2 separate regions of the Pan troglodytes genome follow, and region 1 is linked to region 2. Evidence: chromatin contacts called from public HiChIP or PLAC-seq data. All regions are on one chromosome and are shown on one strand. Each heading gives the region's core, a stretch centred on a gene start, on an enhancer-like site or on the middle of the called end of the contact. The rest is flanking DNA. Distances are from core to core; before and after follow the strand shown. Region 1 holds the start of TCEA1 (transcription elongation factor A1). Region 2 holds the start of ATP6V1H (ATPase H+ transporting V1 subunit H).

Region 1 (5,179 bases), core at 1,781-4,280, 180 kb before region 2:
TTGCCAAGGGTTGAGCGGAGAAAGGAATCAGGAGTGACTGCTTAATTGATACTGGGTTTCTTTTTGAGGTGATGAACATTTTTGGAAAACTTTTGGGAACTATCGAGTGGTGATGGTGGCACTATATTGTTATCATTAGAAATGCCACTGAATTGTACACTTTTTTATTTTATATTTACTTATTTATTTATTTTTGAGACGGAACCTTGCTCTGTCACCCAGGCTGGAGTGCAGTGGCGCAATCTCAGCTCACTGCAACCTCTACCTCCTGGGTTTAAGCGATTCTCCTGCCTCAGCCTCCCGAGTAACTGGGATTACAGGCGGCCACCACCAGGACCAGCTAATTTTTGTATTTTTAGTAGAGACGGGGTTTCACTGTGTTGGCCAGGCTGTTTTCGAACTCCTGACTTCAGGTGACCCGCCCACCTTGGCCTCCCAAAGTGTTGGGATTACAGGCATGAGCCACTGCGCCCAGCCAGAGATCTTTATGTTTAAACATAGGTATCTACAGCTATACATTTCCATCTGAGTGTTGCCTTTGCTGTATCCCATGCACACTGGGTATGCACACACCAGGCCTTTACACTTTAAAATAGCTAAAACAGGCCAGGTGAGGTGGCTCACACCTGCAATCCCAGCACTTTGGGAGGCCGAGGTGGGCAGATCACCTGAAGTCAGGAGTTTGAGAACACCCTGCCTAACATAGTAAAATCCCATCTCTACTAAAAATACAAAAGTTACCAGGGCGTGGTGGTGGGCACCTGTAATCCTAGCTACTTGGGAGGCAGAGGCAGGAGAATTGCCTGAACCTGGGAGGCAAAGGTTGCAGTGAGCCGAGATCACGCCACTGCACTCCAGCCTGGGTGATAAGTCGAGACTCCGTCTAAAAAAAAATAAAAAATAAAATAAAATGAATTAAAATCTAAAAAAATAGTTAAAAATGGTCTTAGACAAGGTAGCATGAAAAAAGAAGAAAAGTAGTTAAATGGATAAATTTTGTGTTATGTGTATTTTACAGTAAAGAAAAAAATCAACTGATTCTTTGGGAAAAAAGAAAAATGACAGAATTATTAGAATAAATGTACAAATCCACATTGTAAAGGGAAATTTTTACATACTCATTAATTGAGGCATGAAGCAGACAGCAAACAGGGATGTGTGTATTTTACAGTAAAAAAAATCAACTGATTCTTTGGGAAAAAAGAAAAATGACAGAATTGTTAGAATAAATGTACAAATCCACATCATAAGGGGAAATTTTTACATACTCATTAATTGAGGCATGAAGCAGACAGCAAACAGGGATGTAAATATTGCAACATTTTCTGTAGAAAACAATTTTTTTCTGTGTGTTCTTTTTTAGAACACATAGATATGCATAAACATTGACAAGACAGGCCGGGCGCAGTGGCTCACGCCTGTAATCCCAGCACTTTGGAAGGCCGAGGTGGGCAGATCACCTGAGGCCAGGAGTTCGAGATCGGCCTGGCCAACATGGAGAAACTTCGTCTCTACTAAAAATACAAAAAATTAGCCGGGTGTGCTGGTGGGCGCCTGTAGTCCCAGCTACTCAGGAGACTGAGGCAGGAAAATCGCTTGAACCCGGGAGGTGGAGGTTGCAGTGAGCCAGCCGAGATGGCACCACTGCACTCCAGCCTGGTCAATAAGAGCAAAACTCCGTCTCAAAAAAAAAAAAAAAAAAAAAAAAAATTGACAAAATAAATCTCAACAAATACTACAATTTAAGCTGGAAATCAATAATAAAAAGATAATTTAAAAATGAAACAAAATAGGGAAACGATCCCAATACTTCTCCCCCAAATGAGTGAGTCATAACCAGGAAAAATCTGTCATCTCAGTATAGAAAGAACATTATTAGGCGGTGTATTTTGATGAATGATAGTTACGTGGTGTGGGAGTTATACCTGCAAATAGCATGAGTTGGTAGTGAAGGGTTTAAGTTGGGAAAGACTTTTTGGAGGAGCCTGCATTCTCCACTATGAACCCTGTCACCACTTAATTCACCTTCCTCTCTGATCCTCAGAAGCTGGTGGGATGCCTTGTGTAATTTCTGACCAGAAGGTTTCCGTCAACTGTTCTTCAACTATTCAAAATGCCATGCCCAAGACTGGTTCTTAGTACTCCAGGAGCTCACGATTTCACCTTTATTTATTTTTTATTTTTTTTGAGACGGAGTTTCGCTCTTGTCGCCCAGGCTAGAGTGCAATGGCAGTCTCGGCTCACCGCAACTTCCGCCTCCCGGGTTCAAGCGATTCTCCTGCCTCAGCCTCCCGAGTGGCTGGGATCACAGGCCACGACGCCCGGCTAATTTTGTATTTTTAGTAGTGACGATGTTTCTCCATGTTGGTCAGGCTGGTCTCGAACTCCTCACCTCAGGTGATCCGCCCGCCTCGGCCTCCCAAAGTGCTGGGATTACAGGCATGAGCCACCGCGCCCGGCCGATTTTTTTTTTTTTAAAAAGGAACGCTTAGCCGGGTGCAGTGGCTCAGGTCTGTAATCCCAGCACTTTGGGAGGCCGAGGCGGGCAGATCACTAGGTCAAGAGATCAAAACCATCCTGGCCAACATGGTGAAACCCTGTCTCTACTAAAAATACAAAAAATTAGCAGGGCGTGGTGGCGGGCGCCTGTAGTCCCAGCTACTCGGGAAGCTAAAGCAGGAGAATCGCTTGAACCCGGGGGGAGGAGGTTGCAGTGAGCCGAGATCGCGCCACTGTACTCCAGCCTGGCGACAGAGCGAGGCTCCGTCTCAAAAAAAAAGGAACTCTTAAAACGAGTAACTCCGTAACCTAATTTAGAGGACGCGGGTTCCATTTTTCCCCGTAGCAGTCTCCTATGGAGAAAGTGCTTGGCTTCCCACAGACTTTAAAACCTGCCAAAGTTCCATGCTCGGTATCTGCCCCCGTTTCGAGATACTTGGGCCTCCGCGAGTTCTAAAACTCCGGGATGTCCCGATGCAACAGGGGGCCGAAAACCCGCCCCGTGAGGGGGCGGGACCGGAGGTGAACGCGCAGCAAAACCGGGCGCCTTCCACGACCCTCTAGCCGGAAGCCACGCCTGCCCACTAGCCCGACGCCCGCCTGGCGGGAACATGGGCTCGCCCCTCACCAGCGATCTGCAGTCAATTGGTAGCGCCTGCACGTCGCGCGCGGTGTTCGATTGTCGCTGCCTGGGGAGGAGGAGCCGGAGGCGGAGCCGGAGCCGCCGCCGCCGCCGCGGGCTTAGTTCGTGAGGAAGGGGGCTTAGGCCCGGGCCTGCGGTGGTGGGGGTTGCCGCGCGCCGGGGGTCTCTCCTGCTGTGTCTTCCGCTCCAGCTTCGCCCACTTCCCCTTGCCAGTGGGGTGGGCGCGGAGAAGACCTGCCGGAGCCATGGAGGACGAAGTGGTCCGCTTTGCCAAGAAGATGGACAAGATGGTGCAGAAGAAGAACGCGGTGAGCGCGGCGAGCGGCGCGGGCCGGGAGGGAGGCCGGGCCGCGGTCCGGCCCGAGGGGGCCGCCCCCCCCTTCTCCCTCCCCTCCCCTTGCAGCCTCCCGTCTGGGAGCCGGGCCCGCCGCGCCCGCGTCCCCGGGGAGGGTGTCCGGGCCCGGGGCGTCGGGTCCCGCGGCCACCCGCGTTAGGACGCGCTCGCTCTTGTATTTCCAGTCCCTGCTCTCTGGTGCCGCGTAATAAACCTAATCGATTTAGGGATTAGGGCACGCTCTCCGTTGACTTTAAACTTTCGTGCTAGTAAAGCCTTGGCAATTTAGCTTAGGAATTGAAGCGTAGAAAGTCCTCAGAACTTGAAAGAATGGAGTCTTCCGTGATCCGTGGCCAACATCTAGAAAGAGCATCAAATAGAGGCTTGTGATCGGTATTAGATATCGGGCTGGTAAAATGTAAAACTTCTGTGTCTTATTTTTGAAGAGGGCTGAACGTCCGCCTGGTTATCTCAACTGTGCTACATGTTTGCTTAGCGATTAAAAAGGTAAAGTGTGCCAGTTTCTTGGCGAGTTGCTAAACGTTTTATAAAAAGCGGGTTTTGTCCTGTCGTAATGTACAGAAGAATTAGGACTAAAGCACGCACACTCACCGGAATGCTGGTAGAGGGATTTGGACAAATTATATTGTTGGGTATTTTCTAAGTGGTTTACAGTTAATACTGGTGGCATTTTCTTGTTATTGATGAATATTTATGTAAGCATATGCTTTTGTGGTTTGTAAGAAATCCTCATACGACCAGTTTCTACAGCTTGCCCATTTGTGTGGCACTTTCAGTCCCTTGCTTCAGACTCATCTGTTCTCAGCTAAACATATTTTTTCGAGACGGAGTTTAACTCTTGTTGCACAAGCTGGAGTGCAATGGCTTGATCTCGGCTCACTGCAATCTCCGCCTCTCGGGTTCAAGTGATTCTCCTGCCTCAGCCTCCCGAGTAGCTGGGATTACAGACGTGCGCCACCACGCCTGGCTATTTTTTTGTATTTTTAGTAGAAACGGGGTTTCACCATCTTAACCAGGCTGGTCTCGAACTCCTGACCTCAGGTGATCCGCCCACCTCGGCCTCCCAAAGTGCTGGGATTACATGCGTGAGGCCACCGCGCCTGGCCTCTCAGGTAAACTTATATAATTGTCCTCACCTAAATTTGTTTAACCACGTTCGGCACATTTTCATCATCAGTGTACCTGAAATAATTTTTCTTCCATCTATAAAGTAAATTCCATGTCAAACTAATGTGAAGAGAAAAGGGATGCTCTGATTTGTACAGCACTTTGGAGTTAAAAAGCATCTGTTCAAAATTCTTTTGTGACTCACACAGAGCTGTGAGTACATAAAGGGTATCCATTTTACAGATTAAGACACTGAGAGAGATTAAGTACTACTACTTAAATTAAGTACTGTGTAGTTTGGAATAAGCCAGGACCCAGGTTTTCTTCTGGACAGCATGCTTTCCACATGACAGCTAGATCAGGAATTAATGTTAACACTAAATACGTAAGACTTCAAACATCCTCTGTTCCCCTTTTTCCTTTAACAGGTGCATTGCCTCGTATTTCATTTCATACCCTGTTAATCTGTATTTGCAAATTTTGGCCTTTTAAAGTATTTCCTGTTTATTTTCTGTTCTAGATATTACCAGTGCCATTTTTCCTCCCCATTGATATGGCCCTTCATTTCCCACTTC
Region 2 (5,141 bases), core at 2,266-4,765:
TTTGTATAGTGCTGTGAATATACTAAAAACCATTGAATTGTACCTTTTAAATGGGTGAGTTACATGGTATGTGAATTATATCTTAATAAAGCTGTTAAATTTTCTAAAAAGAAAGGCAACTTCCTAAACTGACCAAACGTTTTCGAGTGGGGCAATAAATCTCATACATCATTGCAGTTTCAGGAACCAAGCTGCAGTATAGCTGTGTTTTCTGGTGCCAGGTCTCTTGCAAGGCTGCAGTGAAGGTGTTGGCTGCTAACATTTCAAAGCTCAGCTGGGCTCACTTTCAGGCTCACCCATGCAGTTGTCCATATTTGGTTCTTTGAAGCCTGTTGGACTAAGGGCTTCAATTTTCTACTAGTTGTTCACTTGGGGCTATTCTTAGTTTGGCCACATCAGCCTCTTTATGGTTAACAACACAGCACCTTGCTTCATCAGAGTGAGCAAGTGAGAAGAACCTGGGATAATGCAAGCAAGGCAGCTTGCACTGTAACCTGATCTCAGAAGTGACATCCCTTTACTTTTGCCATTTTCTGGTCCTTATAGGAACATCAGTAGATCTAGCCCACACTCAAGAAGAGAGGATTTCACAAGGATATGAGTCATTGGGAGGTGGTGATCATTAAGAGCCATTTCAGAAGCTGTCTACCACATGGACCATATTTTTAAAATGTCAAATTGTGGAGGTTGTCCTTATGGGGCCGATGGTGCAATGCAATGAAATTAACTTACCTGGAAAATCTGAAGCTTGGTTGCCCTGAGTATTCAGGACACTGGTATGGAGTGTAAGTGAAAACCAGCATGATTGATGATAGATGTGCTTTGGCAATATCAAAGCAATCAGAAGTTGTTAGGACAGTTGGTTAGAGCACTTTGTTGAAGGGGTCATGACGTCACTACTCAGTGTTACCATTAGGCCAAACTAGGCCAGCTTCTTGCAAATGCCTATTGTTCCCAAGGAGACTGTGTGAAAGAATGGAAAAACCATTCTTCCATTAAACTAATAATTTATTCAGTCAGCTATAAAAACTTCTCAGAGTCCTTGTGTAACTGAAGGTAGGCTGGTAGCATAATCTTCACTTGGGGGTGGTAAGTTTTCATGACAAATATTTTAGAATAGGATTTTCTTTGACTAGAACTCTTCTGTTTCTGTAGGCAAATATAAGTTCAATTCATACTTGGAAAGAAAAGATTGGAAATGATGGTGTTTATAGCATTCCATATATTTCAGACAGAAGAAATTCCTTTGAAACGTCATATATTTTCTATCCTCTGATGATTCCTAAGTGGTAGATTCCTACTTTACATCTCCAAACATGTAATCCTATTCTAGTGAAGAATTGAACATTAACTTAATAAATACATTATTAATATTATTTTCTCCTGTCCATATAGATTCATCTAACTTCCCCTTATGTCATTTCTAAATAACAAATCTGAAGCTCAATTTCAAAGAAATTACAAAGTAGCTCAAAGGTTATCTTTCTTATGTCATAATACAGCAGTCCCCAACCCTTTTGGTACCAGGGGCCAGTTTCGAGGAAGACAATTCTTCCACAGACAGGGTGGGAGGTGATGCGGCTGGTTTCAGGATGACACTGTTCCACCTCAGCTCATCAGGCATTAGATTCTCATACAGAGTGTGCAACCTAGATCCCTTGCAATGTGCAGTTCACGATAGGGTTCATGCTTCTGTCAAAATCTAATACCGCTGCTGATCTGACAGGAGGCAGAGTTTAGGCGGTAATGGGACTTGCCCGCCGCTCACCTCCTGCTGTGCAGCCGGGTTCCTAACAGGCCATGCACCACACCAGTCTGTGGCCCAGGGTATGGGGACCCCAGGTATGATATATAATTAGGTAACTGAGATCACTGCTATGGTCTGTTTGTGTCTCCCCAAAATTCCTGTGTTGAAATCCTAACTCCCAAGGTGATGATATTAGGAGGTGGGACCTTTGGGAAATGATCAGGTCATGAGGGTGGAGCTCTCATGAATGAAATTAATGTCCTTATGAAAGAGACCCCAGAGAGCTCTCTCACCTCTCCACCATGTGAAGCTACAATGAGAAGACAGCAGTTTGCAACCTGGGACAATCCTTCCCAGAACCTCACCATGATAGCACCCCAATTCTGGACTTTCAACCTCCAGAACTGTGAGAAAATGAATTTCTGTTGTTTATAAGCCACCCAGTCTACAGCACTTTGTTACAGGAGCCTGAATGGACCAAGAAAAATCTCCGATAGAAGTGTTACAGAAATAATGTTAAGAGAGATAATGCCGGGAGTACCTGCCTCTTCTCTTCTCCCTATTCCAGGCAAATTGTCTGGTAATGTTGTGATGCTTGGAGAACGCCAGCCCAGGTGCCTGTGAAGCAGTCCCCTTTGCTCACTGCACTGTTCCTGATTTTGTTCCATATCTTTGTGCCTCCCGGAAAAGAGGAGAGCCTCCCGAAATCTGATGAGACTCGCTGTATCACGCCAGTCTGTGGCTTAGGTGATACAGAAAGGAAATGCGAAGATCAGGCCTCACTGCCAGCTTTGCTCAGTTACACAGAAAACATGCTGTTTCAGCTTTTGGGAGTTTATTAGTACACGATCGGTTTTTCTCTTTTATGAAAGTTTTCCCCCTTAGATTTGCTTTCAAAACAACAGACTTTCACTTCTGGCTAAGACAGAATGAGTGACCTAGTACAATCTTTGACACCGTTATTATATATCTTTATTCACAATCAATGCATGATTTTGATTATTCTGACTTTAATTTTACTAGTAAAAATGGGTTGGTTATAAATCCCTTTCAAAGAATTTTTTTTTTTTTTTTTTTGAGACGGAGTTTTGCTTTTTCTGCCCAGGCTGGAGTACAATGGTGCGATCTTGGCTCACTGCAACCTCTGCCTCCCGGGTTCAAGTGATTCTCCTACCTCAGCCTCCCAAGTAGCTGGGATTACAGGCATGCGCCACCACACCCAGCTAATTTTTTGTATTTTTAGTAGAGATGGGGTTTCACCATGTTGGTCAGCTGGTCTCGAACTCCAGACCTCAGGTGATCCACCGGCCTCGGCCTCCCAAAGTGCTGGGATTACAGGAGTGAGCCACCGCGCCCGGCCCCTTTCATTGCTTTTTAAGGAAAACATGCCATCATATATACCTCACCTCCAGGGCAGTACATTCTTACTTTAAGGCAAAGACAGTTGCTGAGGCCTGGACTAGGGGAAAATTTGGGCTCCAGATGGGACTGTTGGATAAAATACCAGACGTCCTGTAAATGTGAATTTTAGATAAACAACGAATAACTTTTTAGTATAAAAGTAAATACTGCAATGGAATTTATTATTTGCTAAATGTGCAACCCTAGGTTAAGAGAGCTTTTCAGACCCACTTCTCAGCCCCAGTTTTCTATTTAAAATCAGAATAAGAACGTCTGCTTCATGGAGCTGTTAAATCCAAATGGAAATTAATTTGAAAGCGCGAAATCAAACTTTTCAAAAGAATGACGGTTACAATAAGAGAGTTTTGGCCTCTGCTAGCTGCTTCCGGGCGGAGGTCCTCGGCCTCCCCTAGGCGAGGCGCTAGGTCTGGGGGCGGCGGGTCTTAGCTTGCCCGCCACGCTCGCCGCCTCCCACCTGCCCTGGCTGGCTGGGGCCCGACCCTTGCGTCGCTCCGGGGCCCAAGTTACGGACTCGGGAATCCAGTTGTCCGCACCGAACAAGCCCCGCCGCAGCGCCCGCCCCTCCTCTTGCTGCTTTGGAGTCTCCCGGCTTCCGCCTTCCGCAGCAGTCACGTGCCTCCGATCACGTGACCGGCGCCTCTGTCATTCTACTGCGGCCGCCCTGGCTTCCTTCTACCTGTGCGGCCCTCAACGTCTCCTTGGTGCGGGACCCGCTTCACTTTCGGCTCCCGGAGTCTCCCTCCACTGCTCAGACCTCTGGACCTGACAGGAGACGCCTACTTGGCTCTGACGCGGCGCCCCAGCCCGGCTGTGTCCCCGGCGCCCCGGACCACCCTCCCTGCCGGCTTTGGGTGCGTTGTGGGGTCCCGAGGATTCGCGAGGTAAGGCCGCCCTCGCGTTGTTTGGTCTCAGGCTGCAGACCAGGTCAGGCGACTCTTGCAGTTTCTCCAGCTTGCGGTGCGTGCTGGTGTCTTGCCGCTTGGTCCTCTCCTGTTCTTCGGCCCCGGTTGCCAGATTGCTTTTCTTCCAGGCCTCAACCAGGTTTATTAAGCGAAATTCTGGAGCCTTTCTCGCAGGGGGAAGAAACGTCAGGGGCGGGCAGGAGAGTGGAGCGGGAGGGGTAAAAAGTATACCTTCTCCAGGACTGGGCCACGGCCCTGGATCGCTGGGGGTGCGAGTAGTTCAGGGACTTAGGTAATTGTCTAGAGACACCTTGAGCTACCCCAGGACGGGCTGCTGAGGCTGAGCCTCCTTGGCTGCAGAGTTCCAGCCTGGCCCAGTTGAAGCCTGTTTTTTCCTGGGCCCTGTCGTTCCGCGCTGCCCAGGGTTGTTTATACAGCAAATCTTCAGATACAGAGATTAAGTTCCAAATTGATTAAGATCGTTGGAAACCCGGAATATAATTTTGGGTAGGATTTTAACTTCTTTGTGGCCATGGCTGTGAATTTATGTTTTGCAAGTGGCAACCTGTATTTTGCTTTGTGTTAAAATCAGTCGTTTGTATCTGGAAGTTTAGGAGTGAGAATTACATAGAATTTCATTATTGTAGGTTCTTGTCGTCCAGCCAGACCGCCATTGTTGTCTTATCTAAATTGTAATATGTATTTGTTCTAAAACTTTCTCTCCGAATTTTGATTTTGCAAATACTATGAATTTTGTTTGAAAAGGAAAGCACTGTCTTCTAAGAAATTATGTTCCCACTTTGTGTATTTTAATTTGAGTAATTTTCGAAAGGACTTAGAATTTTTAATGTGCCACTTCAAAATGATGCTTAGTAAATGTTTATAAAGCTAGCCTTATCCGTACTATTCATATTCTTATTGTTTCTCTATGAGAAAAGTTAACCACAATTGTATAAATTTACAATTTTTCCCATATTTATACCTATTCTATTTAATCATGATTTCTGATTTCAGTATATTAGGTGATTGCTTTAAAAATCTTACTGCAATGTTAGTGCCAATAATGAAAA

The links. HiChIP or PLAC-seq counts read pairs in DNA pulled down with a chosen protein or histone mark.
Region 1: an H3K4me3 HiChIP or PLAC-seq map of stem cell-derived excitatory neurons shows a contact between it and region 2, with 2.2 times the contacts expected there. The contact joins the promoter of TCEA1 here to the promoter of ATP6V1H in region 2. A contact is called at or near these places in 2 of 7 Hi-C or Micro-C datasets (blood and stem cell-derived neural progenitor cells) and 1 of 1 datasets of contacts at active chromatin or transcription factors (stem cell-derived excitatory neurons).

The regions. Positions count from the first base shown.
Region 1 is chr7:62,607,421-62,612,599 of NHGRI_mPanTro3-v2.0_pri, reverse strand. It overlaps TCEA1 (transcription elongation factor A1), which reads left to right and starts at 3,030. Exons shown (of 10, transcript XM_528135.8): 1 at 3,030-3,450. The coding sequence starts at 3,388.
Region 2 is chr7:62,427,543-62,432,683 of NHGRI_mPanTro3-v2.0_pri, reverse strand. It overlaps ATP6V1H (ATPase H+ transporting V1 subunit H), which reads left to right and starts at 3,515. Exons shown (of 14, transcript XM_016959475.3): 1 at 3,515-4,050.